Linked DNA regions of Sus scrofa: all the other regions are linked to region 3. Evidence: chromatin contacts called from public Hi-C and HiChIP or PLAC-seq data. All regions are on one chromosome and are shown on one strand. The core of a region is the stretch at or near the end of the contact, and the rest is flanking DNA. Distances in the headings are between cores, read along the strand shown.

Region 1 (2,700 bases), core at 120-2,619, 380 kb after region 3:
AGAACTGGTAGCGGGGGAGTGAAGAGCATTCATTGCCCTTGGTCTTTGTTAACCTTTCCAGTTTCAGGAGCTGAGGGGAAAAGCTAAATCACAGAGGGGAGAGAAAGCCAATGGATGTTGAGGAAGTGGAGGCAGAAGGTCTGGATTTCAGACTCTGAGAAATTTGATTACGAAATGAAGAGAGATGGAGGGGAACTCTGGAGGAGAACTCGCATGGAGGAGAGAGGAGCAGTTTTTTGTTTAGCATGTGAGGGTGATGTGCATTACTTTAGAGAAAGACAGGAGCCAGAGTGGGAGGGGATGACAGCATAGGAGAGTAATGCCAGCTGGGAGGGAACAGCATCGAGCTGAGGCTTGATGGGAAGAGTGACACCTGTTTTTTGAAACCAAAGAAAGGCTGGTGAAAATGGCAATCAATCAGTCTATAGGTTGGGATACAGAGAGATGACAAAGTTAGGCAAATTCTTTTTTTTTTTTTTTTTTTTTTTTTTTTTTTGCTTTTTAGGGCCACACCCATGGCACATGGAGGTTCCCGGGCTAGGGCTCTAATCAGAGCTACAGCTGCCAGCCTACACCACAGCTCACAGCATTGCCAGATCCTTAACCCACTGAGCAAGGCCAGGGATTGAACCTGCAACCTCATGGTTCCTAGTCAGATTCATCTCCACTGCGCACGACGGGAACTACACAAATTCATTTTTCACAGCTTCTGTTTGTCTTATTAATTCAGGAATCATCTCCTGAGATTGAAATGTTCATGAATGGGCAAGAGATTTGAGGCAAGTTTTCAAGTTTTGAAATAGACTCCATGGGAAAGAAAGGAGCTGCACAAAGAAAGTAAAAGGACGCTCACTGAGTCCTGAGCCTCCTTGAGTCCTAAGCTGAAATGTAGAACCACCAAGTCATTATCCGGCTTTCTTAAGTGATGCTCAGCCCTGGGGAAAGGAGTACCAGTGGTGAGTTGCCAGGATCACCCAGGGGAGTCATTGTCTTCTGCAGAGACCCAGGAGGATGGTTGAGCACATAGCCAGAGCAGGGGTTCCCAGGGACCAGACAAGATCAGCTTGCCTTGTCACTGGGAGTCATCAAGTAGCTCCAGTCATGGGTCCTTTGTTTAAACATAGGACATGAACTGTATGTGATGACAATATGCTATGTAGAGATTTCTGCCATCCCAAATCCTCTTTGGGGACATAAGTATGTCAACAACAGCAAAGAAGAAACCAAGTACGTCTCCTCTTCCTTCTAGTCCCTGAAGTCCCTGATTGGCTGGTTGGCTCATTTGGTTGGATTCCAGAGTAAACCAGGCCAAGGCCTTGGGTGCTGTTTTTGTTTTGGTGATCTCAGCAGTGTCCGTGTCATACAGGAGAACATAATATTACCATTGCAAGTTCTTGGACAATTCTAGGCTAAACTATGTCAAACTCAAAGCTGTGCTTTGAAATGTAAAATGAGAACAGGTCATAATTCCAGGTTGCCTAATTCAATATCTCATGTATCAGACCTCATGATACTCCCACACTTAACTGGTTAAGGGATTTGCCAATAGCTATTGCTGGCCCTCTTCCTCCCTGGTCCAAATACTCACAGTAGAAAGACCATTTGGTTTAGGGAGTTTCCATTATGGTATAGTGGAAATGAATCCGACTAGTATCCATGAGCTCGACAGCTCGATCCCTGGCCTCGCTCAGTGGGCTAAGGATCCGATGAGCTGTGGTGGAGGTCGCAGACATGCCTTGGATCTGGCGTTGCTGTGACTGTGGTGTAGGCCGGCAGCTGTAGCTCCGATTCGACCCCTAGCCTGGGAACTTCATATGCTGCGAGTGCAGCCCTAAAGATAAAAGAAAAAGAAAGAAAGACTCTTCAATTCGGTTTTTGCAGATCATGTAACACAACCCTCAATGACAGAGGAGGAATCTGAGCCTTGAGAGGTTGCCCTGCTGTGCATGACAAAGATGGGATTCAAACCCAGGTCTTCTCCACCCTAAATAGAAATCCGATAGCTCTGAGAAGATGCCTTGCCTTTCTCAGGATCCATCATGGTGAACCGAACTCCTTTATATCCAGTTGTGTAAGTGCTTCTCTGCTCTAAAGGGGAAAAAGGCACATTTGACCGATTTTCATAAGCTCTGAAGCTCTGGATAAGACAGACTTGAGAATTATGCAACCGCTTCTGACAAATGCCTTCTTCTGGGTGGAAATATGAACCACTGTGAGCTACAGGCTCCGCAGTGAAAGGCAGCAGTCATGGAGCCTGCCTCTTCAGGATGCCGCTCAGATCTGTGAGAGGGTGCTTCAGGACCAGCGCCTGGCCCGGTCCCCAACATAGAGGAGGCACATGACACCTCCTGTGTTTATGCCGTGAGTGTCGCATTTAAGGTGTTGGGATGGCTGCATACAGAAAGGCAGGAATCATTTTTAAAAAACATTCTGTGTACTTGAATCTGAAAGGAGAAACATCCTTAATTTTATCTTAATTTGTAAATTAGCATAGTTAACTTCCTCCAAAGTAATTACTTCTTAATATGTTTCTAATGTGTTTCTAATGTGATGGAGAGGATATACTGGGGCTTTTCATTTAGAAAGCTAGCAAGACCTCGGATTAACCGTCTCCTAAGGCCTCTCTGCAGTTTCCCTGGCCCTGGAATTTCTGCATACTGTGGGCACATCCAAAAAGAAAACTAGGACCCCTCCGGCCAA
Region 2 (2,700 bases), core at 45-2,544, 260 kb after region 3:
TGTTTCAGTCCTTTCCTTGACCAGTACTATGTGTCCTCTTTTATACCAGCCACCTACGTTTTTATCCAATTTACAACCTTTTAAAATAGAACAAAATGTATAGCAATTTCCTGTCCTACATAATTTTACTTAATGCTGTGTTCCTAAGTGAACACAAGCTTTATTTCGGTGCTAAGGTTTTTTTCTTTTTCTTTTTTTTTTTGAGGTTGTCACAATAGTCTTTTTTTCAAAACCTAGGTCTCCAAAATACAAAAATATAGCAAAGCGATCCCAGTAATTAAGTATGTGTTCCATAGTACATTTCTGTCAAATGTTAATAGGATTTGGATGTTATAGAAGTCAACAGACAGGGATGAACTATAAGGAAAAAAAAATTAAGTTCACCATCACTTTTAGAACCTTTATTTGCCATCCTTTTCGAATGTATACTTAGTGCTACCTTCCACACCACTTTCCAAACCAGCCCCAAGGTTTTCCAATATTGACTACCACTTATTAGCCAACATTTAAAATAATCCAACCTCAGTAATAATTTTTTTTTACCATTTCAAGAGAAGCTAAAACTCTAATACATTTTAAAAACAGAAGATATATTTCAAACACCTTTGAAAAGTTGATTTAAGTTCATAAATTCTTAGAAAAGTATGCTGCCAGAATGCATTACATAGCATTTTCTTTTCAGTCCCAACTACTACAAAAGAGGCCAAGATACCTATAGGCTTTTACTTAAGCAAAGCATGTGTCACATAAAATATCTCAAAACTACTTGTTAATATAATCGCACACCTAAAGGCATTTTTTGTAATGAATTAAGAAAATATTTCATCATCTTAAACTAGCTATTCTTAAATACTCAGAGCTTCTTATTTTGTTCTCTTAATATCTTAGCATAGTAAATAGCCACATAAGGGAAAAAACTTACGACAATTCAAGATTATAGCAAACAGCAGCTAGGTTTAAAGAGTTCTTTTGATTTAAAAAACAAAAACAAAAACAAAAAAGCATTGTCCTAAAAACTTTAAGCCCCCAAAAGATCCACAGAAAGCATAATATTTTTAAATTAAAAAAAAAAATCCATACAACAGTTCCTCATCCAACTGTCCTAGTGTTTACGCTACATGGACAGAAGTCTCCCCTACTATGAGGCTCCATTTCCAGCATTTATTTCCGCTCTAACTGCCACAAATTATACAATACTACAGCTGAACGCTGGGCCCCTCTCCTTTCATCTGCACGCCAAGAGCAATCAGATTACCCTGGTAACCAGCGGTCACATGACCAGCACCTGCTCTTTTGGCTGGATGCCACTGACTAAAGCCATCTGCTTCCCTCAATCAGCTTTCAAACATTCTCAACACCTGCGCTGCAGTGTTTTGTGGTTTCTTTTATCAAATCAGTGCAAAACTGCTTCCAAAACTTTACATATTTCTCAAATTTGTTTAAATCAGAGGTAGGCCTGTCACAGAGTTGAACCACTGCCAGGTAGAGTAAGTTGCGGCTAGTGCTCTCCCGGTGCCCTCGCTGCACCGGAGCAAAGGACATCCTGAATCTGGTGGGGTGGCCGCCCTCTGGGTGAACGACCGTACAGGAGGGAAGGGCTCACCGGCTCGGGGCCCGCTAGGGCCCAGGTCGGAGGAGGAGACAGCAATTTGCCGAGGGAGAGATGTGCTAATGGTTTTCCATCTGCCCTTCCCAAGGAGGAAACTCTGCCGACCCGCCAAGACCAAGAAAGGTGGCAGGATCTCTGCGAATGCTGGGAGAAACGCCTGTGGCCGGGGCAGCGCTCCCCCAGCTCTGCGGACTGGAAGCTTCCTTCCTAGAGTCACCACACCACACAGTTAACATTGCTCAGAGACAGCGACGGCTTTCCTTGCTCTCCTGATATCAACACACCAATCAAAAGCGCCCTTGGAAGTCAAAAAGGCTACAGTCTTCAATGTCCATCCCGAGACCATTGAGGGCAAGATAAATTTATTTACATTACATTGCTTTTGTCACTCTTTTGCAATAAGCTAATTTGGATTTTCAATGAAGAGTTACATTAAGACTGCTTTGCCCCCAAAAAACCCAAATCAGAATATTTTTTTCAGCCAAGGAGAGTAACGGGGGTGAAGAGCTCTGATCTGAGTCAGAGAGCCTCAGTTCAGGTTCCAACTCTGTCACTCATAACCTGGATCTCTGCGACCCTGGATAAGTCACTTAATTGTCCTGAGCCTCGGTTTCCTCACCTATAAAAGGAGGTCAGTAACTGTATTTTGCTCCAAGGTTATGAGGTTTAAGTGAGATCATGGATGAAAACCTTGCAGGTGCCTGGCACAAACGGCATCATTCACACACATCTGGAAGGCGGGGAGCAGGGGCCTATTCTCTGCCTGTGGCTCAGACTGACTGAGGCTAGACCAACTGCAGCAACTTACAGACAGAACCCCGCTGCGTGGTAGCCACATGATCTAAGACACATGAATGGAAGGACGGACCTTGATCAACCTCCCTTGGTGCCAGCTCAGTGAACAAGCACACAGACAACCCCGGGGGCCACTCTGCTCTGCGCCCACAGCGCCACTTTGGTTCAGACATGGTTACTTCCCACCTGGACCATTACCACAGCCTCCCACTGCCTTGTCCCCAACCCCACCCACAGGCAGGGACATCCATCAAACTGCTGGAGAAAAGACACAATTCCACAGGCACAGCCATTAC
Region 3 (2,748 bases), core at 85-2,584:
TACGTTATACATAGGAAAGGAGAGACATCCTTTCAGAATATTAACTACTGCTTACATGTATTACTCAGAACATATGAATAGAAAAACTATGAGGTTGACACTGAAAAACGCAGGTTCTATGGTCCGGCTTGCCAGGTGTGTAGCCTTGGGAAAGTTCCTGTGCTACTTTGCTGGAAGAGAACACCACAGGCTGGGGGCTTAAATGAAAGAAATCTATTTTTTCACAGTTCCGGAGGCTGGAAGTCTGAGTTCAAGGTGTCTGCAGGATGGGTTCCTTCTGCGGCCTCTTTGGCTTACAGATCGAAGCCCCCCCGCCCCATGTCCCCACTCTGTCCTCCTTCTGTGCCTGTGTTCTCGGCTCCTCTTCTTAGAAGGACACCAGGCGTGCTGGGTCAGGGCCCACCTTCATGACCTCCTATCAGTCAGTGTAAGGATCACTGGGAACATCCCAGCTCCAGACTCGGTCACAGGGCTGAGGTCCTGGGAATTAGGGCTATTCAGCCTGTGAAGTGGGGTGGGGGACCTAATTTGGCCAAGAGGTACCCAACCTTTTGAGTCTCAGTTTATTCATGTTTTAAATAAAGGAAATAATAATAACAGCCTCTGAGTTTTCTTGCGACTAAACCACCATCACTCTTAGTGGTGCATCGAGCTTGGGGAATACGTGCTGTGGTCTCTGCCCTCATCATCCACAAGGTGATACAACACACGTGGAAATGCCCAGCATCAACGCCCTGAGTCCCTGAGTCAGAAAACAGTGGAGGAGGACTGCTCATTGTGGTGCAGCGGAAATGAATCCGACTAGGAACCATGAGGTTGCAGGTTCGATCCCTGGCCTCTCTCAGTGGGTTAAGGATCCGGCGTTGCTGTGAGCTGTGGTGTAGGCCACAGACATGGCTTGGATCCCGTGTTGCTGTGACTGTGGTGTAGGCTGGCAGCTACAGCTCTGATTTGACCCCTAGCCCCCTGAGAACCTCCACAAGCTACGGGTGCAGCCCTAAAAAAACCAAAAAAAAAAAAAAAGAAGGAAACAGTCGGGGGTGGGTGGGAAAGGGGGAAAGAGTGATGAAAACATGACTCCAACACCATTCCCTCACTTCTGACACACAGGTTTCTCAGAGCAGATCGCTGGAGCCACACAAAATTCCAGCAGAGGTGGAGCCATGTAAAGGCATGGCTTCTAGAACTCAAACCAAACTTGGGTTCAGGAAGAAAGCAGGAGAACAGAGACGCATTTTCCTTCCCTCAGAAAAGCACCCAGCCGTGCGCAGGGCTGGTGGTCAAGCCCAGCCAGGTGACGGAGCTGGCCACTGCTGCCAGGCACATTGCCTGGGGTGGAGTTCTGCATTCAGAGCTCTCCTGGCAGAGACAAAGCCTGGCCTGTCTGTCCCTGCCCCTCCAGGGAAAACGCAGGGCCATTAACCCAGTCACCCCAGTGGCTCAGAGTCTGATGTCGGCCTGGCAGCCCGCTGCTGAGACGGCATTGCTAAGGTAAGCCAGCGAAGGCCAGGCCACAGCGGGTAAAGGCGATGAGGTCTTGCTGGGGGGAAAGGGCCCCCCAAAAAGCAAGCAGGCAAGTGTATTCCAGAAAGAAAGGTAACCCGAGATCAGCGTGGTGCCTCCCTCTTCTTCCCTTGCCAAAGCCTTCTCACCGGGGCTTGTTGCTGCCTGAGGGCACAAGGTGCTAAAGAATCTGTATGTAGATTTCACAGTGACAGTTCCCCCAGACAGCAATCCTTTGAATCCCATTTGCTGTAAATTTCTTCACAGTAACTTTATTTATATATATATTTATTTATTTGGTCTTTTTCAGGGCTGTGGCATATGGAAATTCCCAGGCAAGGGGTTGAATTGGAGCTGCTGCTGCCAGCCTACACCACAGCCACAGCAACACGGGATCCAAGACACATCTGTGACCTACACCACAGCTCACAGCAACACTGGATCCTTAACCCGCTGAGCGAGGCCAGGAATCGAACCATCAACCTCACGGTTGCAGTGAGGAGCCAATGCATTTCTTTCTCCACCATCTTCCTGTCAGGGACACATCTTGTTCATGCCTCTCCATCTGTGGTCATTAATTCCTGCTGTGGCCCAGCCCCCACTGTATGGCTGTGGCTGCCAGCCCCAGCAGCACCCTTTGTGGAAAGCAAAATAATGGCTTCCAAAGACATTCAAGTCTCAATTCCCAGAAACTGTGATTATGTTACAATAGAGGTCAGGGGGATTAAGGTTGTTAATCAGCTGGGGTCAAAGTAAGGAGATTTTTCTAGATTATCCAGATGGACTGAGCCCTGAAATGATCCTTAAATGTGGAAGAGGTGGCAGAAAAGTGATGTTAGAATGATGCGATGTGAGAAAGACAAGCCAGTCATTGCTAGTTCTAAAGATGGAGGAATGTGGGTGGCCCCCAGGAAATAGATTCTCCCCCAGAGACTTCAGAAAGGCACAAGGGGAATTCCGGTCATGGCTCAGCAATTAACAAACCTGACTAGTATCCATGAGGACAAGGGTTCAATTCCTGGCCTTGCTCAGTGGGTTAAGGATCCAGCATTGCCTTGAGCTGTGGTGGTGTAGGTCGCAGCTCAGATCCCAAGTTGCTGTGGCTGTGGTGTAGGCCGGCAGCTGCAGCTCTGATTCAACTCCTAGCCTGGGAACCTCCATACGCCACAGGTGCAGTCTGAAAAAGACAAAGAGAAGGAAGGAAGGAAGGAAAGAAAGAAAGAAAGAGAGAGAGAGAGAGAGAAA

What was found. A called contact is a pair of places that touch in the nucleus more often than the background predicts. HiChIP or PLAC-seq counts read pairs in DNA pulled down with a chosen protein or histone mark.
Region 1: a contact with region 3 is called in an H3K27ac HiChIP or PLAC-seq map of skeletal muscle. The contact joins two enhancer-like sites. A contact is called at or near these places in 1 of 5 promoter capture datasets (fetal liver), 8 of 47 Hi-C or Micro-C datasets (brain, fetal heart ventricle, heart right ventricle and 4 more) and 2 of 2 datasets of contacts at active chromatin or transcription factors (alveolar macrophages and skeletal muscle).
Region 2: a Hi-C map of skeletal muscle shows a contact between it and region 3, with 3 times the contacts expected there. The contact joins two enhancer-like sites. A contact is called at or near these places in 2 of 47 Hi-C or Micro-C datasets (embryonic fibroblasts and skeletal muscle).

Annotation. Positions count from the first base shown.
Region 1 is chr4:72,762,187-72,764,886 of Sscrofa11.1, forward strand. No RefSeq gene overlaps it. Among named protein-coding and RNA genes, the nearest start is that of CHD7, 9.1 kb to the left of the region's middle. Within about 2 kb of position 1,370, at least 2 of the 83 cell types and tissues checked have an H3K27ac peak or open chromatin away from gene starts, as enhancers often do. A contact at or near this core is called in skeletal muscle, where this site is marked.
Region 2 is chr4:72,643,692-72,646,391 of Sscrofa11.1, forward strand. All of the region lies in intron 3 of CHD7 (chromodomain-helicase-DNA-binding protein 7), which reads right to left. Among named protein-coding and RNA genes, the nearest start is that of CHD7, 110 kb to the right of the region's middle. Within about 2 kb of position 1,295, at least 26 of the 83 cell types and tissues checked have an H3K27ac peak or open chromatin away from gene starts, as enhancers often do. A contact at or near this core is called in skeletal muscle, where this site is marked.
Region 3 is chr4:72,380,552-72,383,299 of Sscrofa11.1, forward strand. No RefSeq gene overlaps it. Among named protein-coding and RNA genes, the nearest start is that of CLVS1, 120 kb to the left of the region's middle. Within about 2 kb of position 1,335, at least 6 of the 83 cell types and tissues checked have an H3K27ac peak or open chromatin away from gene starts, as enhancers often do. A contact at or near this core is called in skeletal muscle, where this site is marked.